Regions from separate parts of the Mus musculus genome. Here all the other regions are linked to region 3. The links are chromatin contacts, called in public promoter capture Hi-C maps. All regions are on one chromosome and are shown on one strand. The core of a region is the stretch at or near the end of the contact, and the rest is flanking DNA. Distances in the headings are between cores, read along the strand shown. Region 1 overlaps Abtb2 (ankyrin repeat and BTB (POZ) domain containing 2). Region 2 holds the start of Elf5 (E74-like factor 5). Region 3 holds the start of Tcp11l1 (t-complex 11 like 1).

Region 1 (4,068 bases), core at 1,205-3,704, 1.1 Mb after region 3:
ACGTTCTGTGAGGATGGATGCTTTTGGCTTAGGATGACACAGGACTCAAGTACGGTAGAAAGGGACGAGCCAGAAGAGTAAACAAGAGGAGGCCAGGCGTTCTCTGAGGTGACATAAATCCAGAGGAAATGGGCTCAAGGAGCCCGAAGCTTCCAAAGATTCTTCCTCTTGAACTATTTTAGGCAAGCACTCAGTTTCTCAGAGGTCATTTCATTCACTTCACCGGAGAGAAGGGTCCGGCTTTAAATAGGCAGAGAGCACCTCCAGAACAGGCCCTGTGGCAGCCAGCACCCCGCCACGGCAGGCTATTTTAAGGCACCTAAATGGCTCCCTGTTCTAAGCATAAGGGGCGCCTGGGCCTTGCTGCAGTTTCTCTCTCACCCTCCTTACCAACCCCATCATTTCTTTGCTAATAAAATCACCCTGTGCTTCTCTCCACCCAGACACTTCTGAGAACAGGGGAAGGGAGGCAGCACGGTGAAGGAGGACTCAAGCTAGGCCGTCCTGTTTTGATCAATGATATTCAGGGGGTTTCTCTGAGCTTCAAGCTCTTCAGCAAGACTACATGCAGAATACACACAATGGCAGAACCACATGGCCCAAGACATGTGAAGCACATAGCCCAGGTACACACTGTAAGGCTCAGCACTTCGTAGTTTAAGTGCTGGACATGGGAGTTGACACTATGGTCTGCTGGCTTCTCTGGTGAAGGAGGACACATGCGTAGTTGGGAACTCGAGAATCTGGAGGAAGGCTGCCTCGGTTTCATTATATGACTTGTGAGACCTGAGCCGGTTACTTAACCTCTTTAGACAGTTTCTGCATCCTAGAGATGTAATTAACAGAAGCTTTACCAGTTGATTAAGCAGCATGACCTCAGCACTGCCGTTCCAGATCTAACTTTGCCCTTCCCAGGTAAGCCCAGCACTCCAGGCTTCTCTTGGAGCTCTCTGGGGAGCTCTGTGGATGAGGAGCGATCCAAGCATCATAGCTAAGGAGTGAAGGAAAGCCATCAGCCTGGGTGGGGCAGAAACAAGCACTCCAGAACAGTGATGCTCTGCCCACTAATAATAGCTAATGTCTGAGTGCTAGCCGTGTACCAGACGTTCCCAAGCACTCTTCCCACACCATCTGAGCCCTTTTCCACACCATTTCCTTCGGAGTTTCTGAAGGAAGGCCCTTATATTAGTCACAGACACATATATTTTTAAGCTCTCCAGGTGATGATAACATGAATCTACTGCTGGGAATTAATGAAAGAGCTACTTGATGAGAACTGTGATATCCCCGTTTAATAGCAGAGGAAAATTGAGACAACAGATGGTCAGGCAGTGGCAACCATAAGGTCCCATCCATAACTACCCTATGCCCCCACCTTCTGAAGAGCAGGCCCTTGGATATACACAGTATCCTATGAACATTCTTTCAATATCAATTCCTGACTCACTCATGACTGACTTGCAAGAATCCAAAGCTGCCTGAACATGGGTTATAGTTTTTTCCAGAAGTGAAGAACATGTATGCAAAGTTCCAAGTAGTTCACAGAACTAGTGGACCTAATTAAACAGACCACGTGTTAATGACTGAAAACAGTAGAGCTGATCACCTTTGTGTAGGCTATTGGCCATCTACAAAGGAGCTTCTTTAGGCTAACAACTGAACATGTTAAATAGAAATTAACCCTCTCTTGCCCAAGTCCTGACCAGTCTTGTTGGGCTATGCCTCTGGAAAAACAAATGAGTACAGCTATTCAATCTATTACACGATTGAGAAAGTATAAGGTGGCCTTGCCTCCTACCCAGCTTCTTACTTACTATCTCTGTAGATTACATCTGGGACAAACAACCAAATCTACACTTAAGTCTCTGGCTTAGTCCTGCCCCTTCAATACTTTAGTGAAGCCTGGCCCATAAGCCTTACCGTCGTCACTCAGTTTTTCCTCTCTTAACTCACATACCAAACTGTAGGTAAATACCATTGGCTCTGACCATACACACATCCACGACCAACCTGTCCAAGTCCCACCCTCACTTTGTCTAAGTTCCTCCCTCTTTTACCTCAATGATTGCAAACCCCTCTTCCTTGATCATCTCACTTCTACACTTGATACTAAAGTCCATTCCCAACAGGGCAGAGAGAATAACCGTCTTAAACTGCAAATGGAATCGTGTCAATCAGCTCAAGTTCATCACAGCACACTCAGCCTTAAAGACATGGCGCTGTTATGCAATAACACTGTGTTGTTTCGTCTTCTCCTTCCTTCTGCTCCATGAGGAACCCAACCACGCTCATCTCCGTGCGGTCTACAGCAACCAGGAACAGTTCCTTGTTATTCCCTCTACTGGGAGCTGCTTTCTCCAGCCATGAGGGCCCTTACTGTGGCTCCTCCATTGTGCCTCCTGTCTTCACTTTCAGCCATGCTCCCCGGAACACTGCCCAGTCCACACAAAGTCTTCAGTAAATATTTGCTGAACAAATGATGCACCGCAAACTGAACTTTCCTCCTAGCTCCTAACCCAGAGTCCCTACGCACTGTAATCTCCTCAGAGACTAGCTAAATAGACAATATCATCTGTGAGACTTTACAAAGGTCCCATGATAGGGGAATATTCTGATGATTCTCAGGGCAGCTCTACCCCGGGGCCTTGTATTACACTCCTGTATTGAATCCCAGCATAGTTCTGGCTTGTCCTGCTTGCCCTGGGAGGATTAAGTCCAAAAGAACAGCTGTGAGCAATTTGCTTTCCAATTTTGTCTCCGTGTATAACTTGATCTACCCAGCTCTGAGATGAAGACCAAACCACCAGGTCCCCAGTTCATACATAGGGACCCCTGCCTTATCTGGAACACTTCATTGACTTTCCTTAGGATTTGAGAGGTGGATAGGGAAGAGAAGGGCACAAGCTTGTTTAATCTCGCCTCTCAGCCTAACCTCCCAAGTCCTGCTCAAACTCTGGGACTGAGGAGAGAAGTTAAAGCCTGCACACCTCAGGACAACAAGCTCTGCATCTTGGCTTTTTAGAACTCCTGGCCTCCTGTCATCCTCAGTGACTCTCATTTCCCCTCCTTTTTGAAAAATCAGGCCTGCCAACCCCAACAAACAGCATTTAAAAATATCGTGCTGGCTTGTGCAGCACTGCCTTCTACATTCCTCACAATGCCTATCTGTGTCCCAAGTAGGACAGAGAAGGGTGTAGAGTATTTATTTTTTCCTAGCTTCTCCCCTACTATAAATACCCTAGTCTGGGTAGGCAGGCTTCAAACACCAGCTGTATGAAGTCACCTCGGGGCTGGACCTCACCACAGTGCTGGCCTGCCAGGGCCTGGACACAGCTGTCAAGCAGTTTATGTCAGCCAGAAGTACATAGAACTCATCCTTCTGGGAGAAGGCGAAGCAAAACCTAAGTGTAACAATCACAGCAAATGCTAATGTTAAAAAGATGGCGTCTAGTCTCACCAGCCCACAGCCTGCTTCAGCCAGGACTTTTTCTTTCCTCAGGATACTAATTACAGGGGTCAATCCCAGGGAACTGATTTCACAGAGTTCTTGTGGGGTCCAGAAAATTTCCAGAGACAGAATGGCCCCCAGAGACTCTAGTCCAACCTCCTCATACCACAGAGATCCAAAAACTGGGGTGATTCACTCCAGTCACAGAGAGGGCAAGCTCCTGTCCAGAACTTTCTCAATCCAAGTCTATAGTTCTCTGTGCTGAATTGTTCTAGACACTGTTGTATACAGTTTGCTTAGTATGTAAACATCAACTTATAGCTTTCCTCATAATGAGATCAGAAAATACTGATCTCATACTTTAGAAGGGTTATACCAAAAAGTTGTCCCCAAAAAGGGCTAGGGTGTAGCTTGATGGAAGAGCACAGGCCCTGGGCTGGACCCAGCGCTTGAAAAACAAGCTTTCAACAAAAGCTTTTGTTGGGATGGTTATCCTGTCTCACACTCCTAGAGGTTCAGTTTCATCTCTCCCTGGAATCAGGTTTCTATTGCCAGGACTTCCAAGTTCAGTCTCCCTACTTAAATTTTGTCCTCATGAAACTCTTCTTAGCTAACATTTA
Region 2 (4,648 bases), core at 1,488-3,987, 1.3 Mb after region 3:
GAGACGCATTCAAGGTCAGCCCTGGCTCTGTGATTTTTCTGCAGCCTCTCATTAGATCAGCCAAACGCTTCCAAACCTGTACTCATGTACACACGTGTAGCCACATTGATAACATTTGCACTTTGGTCAGGTAAAGTCACCAAATACTCAAAATATAACCAGTACGACCTCTGATTAAACCTGTAGCCCCAGAAAGTCCTGTGCTCCCCTCCTCCTCCTTCCCTCTCCTGCTCAGCTGGACAACTGAGCTGGGATCCTTATACTCCCATGCCCTGGCTTTCAATAGACCAACAACAGATGGAAGCAGTTTCCCCCAGATTAATTATCACCCTGGCCACCTCATAGGGAAGGCATGATCGGTACGAAAAAGATTGGTCTGATCACCCTAAGGTGGTGGAATCAAATGAGCTCTTTTTTTACTGGTGAGAAGGTCGATTATAGGTACCTTTGGAGTGAGTCAGGGCAGGCCTGGAACTGAGAGCCTCCAGCAACTTTCTATCTCCTTTCTGAGCAAGCTCACATACCACGCAGACAATAGGGCCCACCCAGCCAAAGAGCCAGGGCTATAGGCTTTTGTCCCACTTACAAACCAATGGCAGAAATAATGGTGACGGTGCAAACTACCCAGCCTTGCCCAATTTGTCAGAGGAGGAAAATTCTTCCTTTGACCCGAGCCGAGATCCTCAAGGTCATTTTGGGGATGTGACCAAATATCTACCCAACTAAGCATCTATACCTGGGCTATTTCCCCTGTTTCCTTTCCATTTCTTTCCTCCCCTTCACCTTTTCTCATGTATGGACCTACAGTGCAGATCAGGCTAGCCTCAAACTTGAGGCAAGCTTCCTGTTTCTATCTTCGGAATGTCTGTTCACAGGCATTGGCTATTTCTCTGTCAAAACGTCTTTGAGCTAAGCCAAACCAGTGCAAAATGAGGAAAGTGAGACAGTGAAAATCCTCCCACAGTTTTATCATCTTGGCAGTGCCGTTGAGGAGAGAAACACTTTTTCTTTCCTAACGCTCCACGACACCTGAATGCCCACTGCGGCAGAGCCTCACGGATAGGAAGTGTTACTTTCCCACCCTTCGGGGCTCTTTAAGAAGGGTGGCTGCAGAGGGCTCAGTGGGGGTTTCAACACTTGCAGCAGTGGAGGGCTTGTGGGTTGGGTTCTTGAGTATTTGTTCTGAAAGCAACCACTGCATTGTGGGAGCCAACTCGCCAGTGCCTTATTGAGCAATACTTCATTTTTCTTCAGCTCATTTAGGACTTCATTTGTTTGGTTTTTTTTTTAAGCTATATTTTTCTAAAACATCATAGAAGGAAGCTGTGGGCTTCGATCGGAAGATCACAAGTTTTAGGTTAAAGACGCAGAGAATGAGTGTTGTTTGCGGTAGTCACAAAGCAAGCGACGGAGGGCACAATTCCTGCCTAGCCTGCTGCAACCTCTGACTTTCTTGCAGGCGTGCTAAAAGTTTTGATTTTTTTCCCCATCCTGGTCTGCTAATCTGTAAGTACTCATGACCATCTCTGATAACCTACTTCCGAATCCTTAAAATGGACATCTCAACACACAGTCCGCTGAGCGTCCTGAGGATTTAATAAAATCAGTGAACATTGATTGAGTAGCTAAAAAGTTTCACTCTGAAGACTTTTGAGAAGAGGAGGCAACCAAACTGTAAAAGCTGCTGTCCCCAATACACTGAATCATAGAAAGACCCTTGCCGAGAGAATGAAGGCAGGAGAATGAAGCTTTCCGTGTGGATGAGCACGTGTAACAGCCTGGGTCTGAGTCTTTGGACTACCACACAAAACCATCTCTATAAATTACCGGGCCTTCTTGTGCCTCAGTTGCCCCATCTGTAAAATGGAGACTAAGTGCATAATGATCTAGGACCCCTATTCTGTCTTAAATTCTCCTACCTTAACGCAGATGCGGGAGAGCATGTGTTTCCAGTTGCTGCCAGTAGGGGGCAAATGCGCACAAACCCCTGAACGCATACAGACTGATAAGGTTTGAGAATACAGTGGAAAAAAACCCTAGCCACTTCTCTTCTGGAAGCACTCTGTCCTAAGGGGCTGTGGGAGGGCCAAATGAGATTCCTTTAAACTATTTTGTACAAACTCCTTAAAAAAACAAAAACAAAAACAAAAAAAGCCTTAAACAGTAAGAATACCATTCTCTGTATCAAGAGGGGCAGCTTGGTGAGCAGGCCCTCCAAAGAACTGAGGGGTGAGGCCAGGGTTGGGGGAGGTGGTGGGTTTTTCTTGAGCTGGCTATCCGTGCAGAATCCGGCTTCCTCCTAAAGGCAGCTAAAGGATGGGCAGAGATTTAAGCGCCTGTACACATTCTCTCAGCTGCCTTTGGTTTAGTGGAACCAGAGGAAGTGGGGGCCGGTGAAGAGGGTGGGTGGCCACCTTCCCGGAGGAGACAAAAAAAAATCTCTCCGGCAAGCCGTCAAACCTGAGTCAAACACCCCCGGAGGAGGCACTCTGGCTTCCTCACGGAGGGGCTGCCGTGGGAGCTGGAAACAGAGACTCAGTCCCAGGCCCCAGCTAAGTCTCTGAGCCCCGACACCCCCTTTCAATTCATTCAAAAGAGCAAAGAAAAGCTGCTTACGTGAAGACAAGTGGTGGCTAGGTCCAGACAGAAGGCTTTCAAGGCAAGAGAAGGCAAGCGCGCTCCCAGCACCAGCGGACTGTAGAAATAAAGGCACCTGTAGCCGTGTGATATAAGTGACACCTACAGACAGGTCCGTTTGGTTTTTCAGGTTTATGCACAGCCCCTTTGATGACGGTGACATACGGTGTGACACGGCTCCTCGGGGGTGGGGGGTGGTTTTCACATGCAGAAAGTTTACCTTTCTCCTGCTTTTGTGCCCAGCTCCCACCACCCACCGAGGGGACCCAGGAAATGAGCAGAGAATTCTTGCCCCCGGGGGGATAAGTGGAGTGCTGGCTGGAGCAGTCTCCGTTGAGCAAGCTGGAGGGAAGGAAATTCAGGCCTGGTGTCTGTTCATTGCAGCCTTTGCCTGGGCTGGCCAAGTCCCGAACCTCTGTATGTAGTGTTATCCCCTATTCTGTGCGTGTTAGGAAAGAAGAGCAGTGCCAAGAAGTGGTAAAGAATAAAGGTGCTTCAGGGATCAAATTCTGAGCCGGTCATTTTCTGGCTGCATTACTGTGAATAAGTTAATGAGCATATCCGGGATCCATCAGATTAATGCAATAATGGAATCTGTCCTTGGGTTGCTGGGAAGGCCATACTTGGTAATGTCAGCCAATCACCTGGAAGCCTGTCCTTGGGCGCTACATATTTCCTTCTATTGATCCTGGTGGGGACCTTCCGATCAGGGGGCAGGGAGAGAGTCAGGGAGCAGTGCTTTCACTGGCCTTTCCACTCTAAGCACCCAAAGGGCGCCATGTTTGAATACAGGAGCCATGTGACAGCTTTCCCCCTTTCCCAGTGTCCTCTGTTTTAGAAATGGCGATATGAAGGGATCGTGGAGCTGCAGTGTCAAACATCCAGAACAACACGGGGGCGGGGGGTCCTGATTGGCTTGCAAGCTGTCAGCTGTCTCACTGAGAACTACCCAGTTTTTAGGACATCTCTCAAATCTAAATGACGGCCTAGGCAGTCATCTGGGAGGAGTGTTCATAACCCCCTTTCGTGGGTTCCGTTCCTCTCTCAATCTCAGGCAGCCAAGACACCAAGGTGCTCAAACTGCAGACTCTGTGATCTTGAAGTGGAAAGCAGAGATTGACTGGTTGGTTAGGTTTTCTTGGGAACACTGGGCATAGGCACAAACACTCAAATCCAAACACCCGAACGGCGTGAAGAAACAAAAGGCAGTTCATGTGAGGAGTCATGTGTCATCATGGAAAAATAGTCGGGGCAAGATAAGTGGCCTGTTGAGGCTCTGGCTTGGCTCTGGGACCTTAGGTGGGAGAGCCAGCTTTTCTGGGTCAGAATTCTCCCAACAGTAATAGGAGAAAACGGGATTAAGTTATTTATTTATTTATTTAATCATTTTGTTGGATTTAACAGTGCCTTTAATCCCAACACTCAGGCGGCAGATATCTGTGGGTTTGAGGCCAGGTTGATTTACACAGTGAGTTTTAGGCTACCCAGGGTGATCCACACAATGAGACCCTGTATCACTAGGCATTTTTAAAACATGTTTTTTTTTTTTTTTTTTTTTTTAATGCATACTGGTATTCTGCCTACTTGTATCCTGTATGTGAGAGGGTCAGATCCTCTGGAACTGGAGTTACAGACGGTTGTGAGCTGCCACGTGGGTGCTGGGAATTGAACCTGGGTCCTCTGCAAGAGCAGCAAACTTTGAGCCATCTCTCCAGCCTCTCCTCTTTGCTTTTGGCACAGTCTATTGCTGAGCCTGATTTAGCTACACTAGCTGGGTTACAAGCTTCCAGGCTCCTCCTGACTCTGCCTCTCTAGTCCTGGGATTGCAGGCCTGCCCTGCTACACCTGGCTTTTTCTTTAATTTGGGTTCTAGAGATTGACTGAACTCAAGGCTTGGGGAGGGAAGTGCTTTATCCACAGCACCATCTCTCCAGCCCTTAGGCGGGAGTTTAAAAAGTGTCCTGTTTGAAGGTCGAGAGTTTAGAAGAGGGATTCAAGAAGAGCCCCAAAG
Region 3 (4,092 bases), core at 795-3,294:
GACTGAGCATCCCGTTCCTTGTTTGCCCCCATTTGGGGGCTGTCCTAGCCAGGCTCCTGGGGGAATTGACTTCAGAAGGGCAATTGGGTTGGGGAGACCCCCAGGCTCAGGGGATCAGAGGTGACTTGATCCTCCAGGTCTCGGAGGCAGGCAGGAGGGCCTTTTTTCTTGTTAGTTATATGCTCCATTCCTCTGTTCAGTTGCAAAAAGCAGACACACAGCAACTCAGCCTCAAGATGCAATGCAGCACGCTATACACCTTCCATTAAAACTGGGACCGTTAAAAAATGTATAAATAAGTTCGTTAATAAAGCACTAAAAAGCAGTTAAATCATGTAGTGACATTTTTGAGAAATTCGGAATTTTAGTTTCTTTAAAATCACAAATACAGGGCTGGAGAGATGGCTCAGCAGTTAAGAGCACTGACTGCTCTTCCAAAGGACATGAGTTCAAATCCCAGCAACCACATGCATGGTTCACAACCATCTGTAATGAGATCTGATGCCCTCTTCTGGTGTGTCTGAAGACAGCTACAGTGTACCTATATAAAATAAGTAAATAAATCTTTAAAAACAAACAAGCCGGGCAGTGGTGGCGCACACCTTTAATCCCAGCACTTGGGAGGCAGAGGCAGGTGGATTTCTGAGTTCGATGCCAGCCTGGTCTACAAAGTGAGTTCCAGGACAGCCAGGGCTACACAGAGAAACCCTGTCTCCAAAAACCAAAAAAAGCCCAACAAAACCACAAATTTTAAAATGTGCTTTCATTTTAATCCCAGGTATAGGGATGGGGGAACTGCTTAGGACTGTCTGCAACAGCGGACAATGATTTGCCTCGAGCTCCAGCTCCGTTTTGCGAGCTGCAAATAGTTTCTATGATTGTGTGAGTTGGGAATTCTGGAAACTTTTCAGTGATATATAAACAGTAGGTGGGGCCCGGAGTTTACATATGCGGTTTGTTAGTAGTAGTGCTTAAAGAAAAAAAAAGAAAAAAAGAAAAAAGGAAAGAAATTAAATTCAGGGATCCCTTAGCCGGGCGTGGTGGTGCACGCCTTTAACCCCAGCACTTGGGAGACAGAGGCAGGTGGATTTCTGAGTTCGAGGCTAGCCTGGTCTACAGAGTGAGTTCCTGGACAGCCAGGACTATACAGAGAAACCCTGTCTCGAAAAACCAAATCAATCAATCAAGAATCCCTCTCCCACCCCCACCCCCTCTGTCCTCTGTCTCTCCCCTCTATGCTTATTTCTCTTCGGTCTAGTGTTAGAGGGGGAAGGAGTGGGGGAGGAGAATCTACAAAGTAGCAAAGATTCCTATCTTTTATTTAAGATAGAGACAGATGACAAAGTATTTCTGTTAGTGAAGTTAGCTATTATAGCGCCCCAGGCTTGGAGTGGGGTGATGTTTTTGTTGGCTTAATTTTTTTTTTCTTGTACAACAATGATCATGCCCGCCCCAACTTTATGGACCCAGGGACATGATATTTAGGGGAAATGATCTTCCTTTCTGGAACGCAACTTCTCCAAGGGCTGAGCTAGGGAACCGCTGCTCTCGCCTCTTTTCATATCAAGCTGAAGCCTCGGTCACCCAAACACTTCGAAGGGACCGCTCAAGCCAGGGCTCAGAATCCAAAAGGAGCCTGTGAGTGTGTGGGTGTCCAAAATGAAGGCAAGGGAGTGAGATTGGCCTGGTTGATGGAATATTCAGTTTTCAAAGTCCTGGCAGGGAAAGTAGCTTCTAAGGCGCCCTGCGCTTTACCACACTTTTAACTGCGCGCCATCGCCTCCGCTTTTGCCCAACCTCAACATGGCGCCTCCCTGTGCGGCCGGAGCGACTTCGAGCCGGGGGCCACCGCACTCCCTCGGCCGCCCCCCTCCCCGGGCCCGCATCAGCCTTTCCACACAAAAACGTAGTGAAGCTCAGCTCCGAGCGCCAGATTCCCGAGCCCCTTGGTGACAGCGGGAGAGCCGGCCGCCGGTCCGTACAGGAGCATGGCGCCGCCCACGCTGGGCAGGCGCATCCCGCCTCCCCCGCCCCGCACTGAGCGCGGCCGGCGCTGCCCACCGACGCGGGGCACAGAGGACGGCCCGCAGCTCGGGGAGAGCCAGGCGCCCCGGCGGGGGTCGAGGCCCAGGCGCCCAGGCCGGCGCGCATCGCTCCCCCCCTTTCGCGTCGCGGACCCCGCGGTACTCGCAGCCGGAGTGACCCTGGGTGGTCGCCGACGCCGCGGCAGGTGAGCGGGGCAGAGGCCGGCGGGCCGGCCCGGGATCCACCGGGCGAAAGCGCTCCGGTTTCTGGACCTCTCCCAGCCGGTCGGGTCCCGAGGATGCAGGGTGGAGCGAGGAGGAGAACAGGGATGGGTGAGGCCCACCCTCCAGGCCGGACTCCCCGGCGCGCCCCTGCCCTCGCCGACCGAAACAGCTGTTTACGACGAAATCTGAACGCGGTTCCCGGCGCCGGGGGTCAGAGATCTTTTCTTTTCGCTTGAAAGACCCTTTCTGGAGGATTCTTTTGTGTTCAGCTTGGGCCGGCGTGCAGCTCCGACAGATGCCGGTCCCCGTGCCAGGATCCTCCCCCTCGGTTTCCTGGTTAGGTACCATAGGGTTTTATGATTGTTGAGTGAATGAATGAGAGCAATTAAATAGCACCCCCCCCCCCATAATCCTACTACTCTTTAATTATAGCTGCCAGTGTGGAATGGTGGTGGTGTGGCAGTCTGTGGCCGCAGGGTACCCTTATGCAGGAAACCAGGAGGCACTTAACTGTAGAAAACTGAAGCCACAGTAAAGACACAGAATGAGACCTCAGTAGTGATGGGGGAATAGGACATTTTAAGAAAAATGGGCCACTTTTACTGAAGTTATTGTCACTTTTAAACCACAGGTTCAGTGCTACCCAAAACACCTTGAACAACCCCTCCTAACAGTGACATCACACAGATGACACAGGGTTTTATGTCTGTCAACAAATGAGTATCTGTTTGCCGGGCTTGGGGGCTTAGGGGTATACTAATAGAGCATTTATGGAGAATATGATTGATCTTGGCTCTTGAGAAGTTCAAAATCTAGACAAAGCTTTTCATTTCATTTTTAGAGTACAAATTAGCGCTTTCCCCACCAGACCCCCAATTCCTCTTTCCATCTTTGCTTACTGCCACTTTTCCATTTCAGGCACCACTGGCTTTTCTGCTGGAGGAATGAAAACCCCCCTCCTTTCACCCCTACCCCGACGTTATAACTTGGTGAAATTCTACTCCTTTCAAAGACAGGTCACATGTCATCTTTTCTGGGAAAGTTTTCTCAGCTTCCTCCTCTTCAGAATAGCAGCGTCATGCTAATTTGAGTTTCATTGTGGCTCCTTGCAAGCATGCCTGTCCGTCTCTGATTAGATTGTTTTCAGCTTCCTATCCCTATTGGAATAATCATATTTTGACTGGAATTAAAGGCAGTGATGGATGCCAGCTGTCTCACAATCAGCCTTGCAGGACTTTGGAGAAAGATGTAAACATTCATAAGGTTGAAGGAAGAGCCCTGGGAGGAGACAGGACCTGAACAGGGTCTTGGGGGGACAGGGACAGTCTTTTGTGACTCAAGGCATCTTGCCTTTCCTCTTCTCTGTATCCAGTGAATGACTTCCTCTGGACAGCTCCCTGGTGTTTGAAGAGGATAAAATTAGATGTTTTGTTTCTTATAGAATCTGTAGGTAATGAACATTGGATCTGTTGCACTTCCAAACGCTAGTAGGATTTAAGACAATGGAGAAATGGGTTTTGGAAGGAAAAGTTGGGCAGGGAGTGGTGGCACATGGCTTTCTGGGATTGAAAGCCCCAGGAGCTGAGGTGGGCAGCTCTTCTTATGAGTTCGGGGGCTGTATGGTGAGTCCTAGGCTAGCTAGAAAGTACATGGGGTGGGGGGTGTGGAGGCTGGTCTTCCCAAGGTCCTGAGTTCAAATCCCAGCAACCACGTGGTGGCTCACAACCACCTGTAATGAGATCTGACGCCCTCTTCTGGTGTGTCTGAAGTCAGCTACAATGTTAATAAATAAATCTAAAAAAAAAAAAAAGTACAAAGAGGGACCCTGGCTCCCCAAAACAGA

What was found. Promoter capture Hi-C pulls out the DNA fragments that hold promoters and counts their contacts.
Region 1: a contact with region 3 is called in a promoter capture Hi-C map of liver, with 2.6 times the contacts expected there. The contact joins the enhancer-like site here to the promoter of Tcp11l1 in region 3. A contact is called at or near these places in 6 of 39 promoter capture datasets (the 3T3-L1 cell line, the HPC-7 cell line, hippocampal neurons and 2 more) and 1 of 9 other capture datasets (adipose tissue).
Region 2: a promoter capture Hi-C map of pre-B cells shows a contact between it and region 3, with 2.7 times the contacts expected there. The contact joins the promoter of Elf5 here to the promoter of Tcp11l1 in region 3. A contact is called at or near these places in 1 of 39 promoter capture datasets (pre-B cells) and 1 of 9 other capture datasets (liver).

What each region holds. Positions count from the first base shown.
Region 1 is chr2:103,577,192-103,581,259 of GRCm38.p6, reverse strand. All of the region lies in intron 1 of Abtb2 (ankyrin repeat and BTB (POZ) domain containing 2), which reads right to left. It overlaps 8030431J09Rik (a long non-coding RNA gene), which reads right to left. Exons shown (of 2, transcript XR_866592.2): 1 at 1-4,068. Among named protein-coding and RNA genes, the nearest start is that of 8030431J09Rik, 7.1 kb to the right of the region's middle. Within about 2 kb of position 2,454, at least 47 of the 459 cell types and tissues checked have an H3K27ac peak or open chromatin away from gene starts, as enhancers often do. A contact at or near this core is called in liver, where this site is marked.
Region 2 is chr2:103,422,157-103,426,804 of GRCm38.p6, reverse strand. Elf5 (E74-like factor 5) reads right to left here and starts at 2,737. Exons shown (of 7, transcript NM_010125.3): 1 at 2,617-2,737.
Region 3 is chr2:104,710,114-104,714,205 of GRCm38.p6, reverse strand. It overlaps Tcp11l1 (t-complex 11 like 1), which reads left to right and starts at 2,044. Exons shown (of 10, transcript NM_177190.5): 1 at 2,044-2,230. Gm6306 (predicted gene 6306) reads right to left here and starts at 3,899. Exons shown (of 1, transcript NR_166704.1): 1 at 1,303-3,899. It overlaps Pin1rt1 (protein (peptidyl-prolyl cis/trans isomerase) NIMA-interacting 1, retrogene 1), which reads left to right. Exons shown (of 2, transcript NM_001033768.2): 2 at 1-280.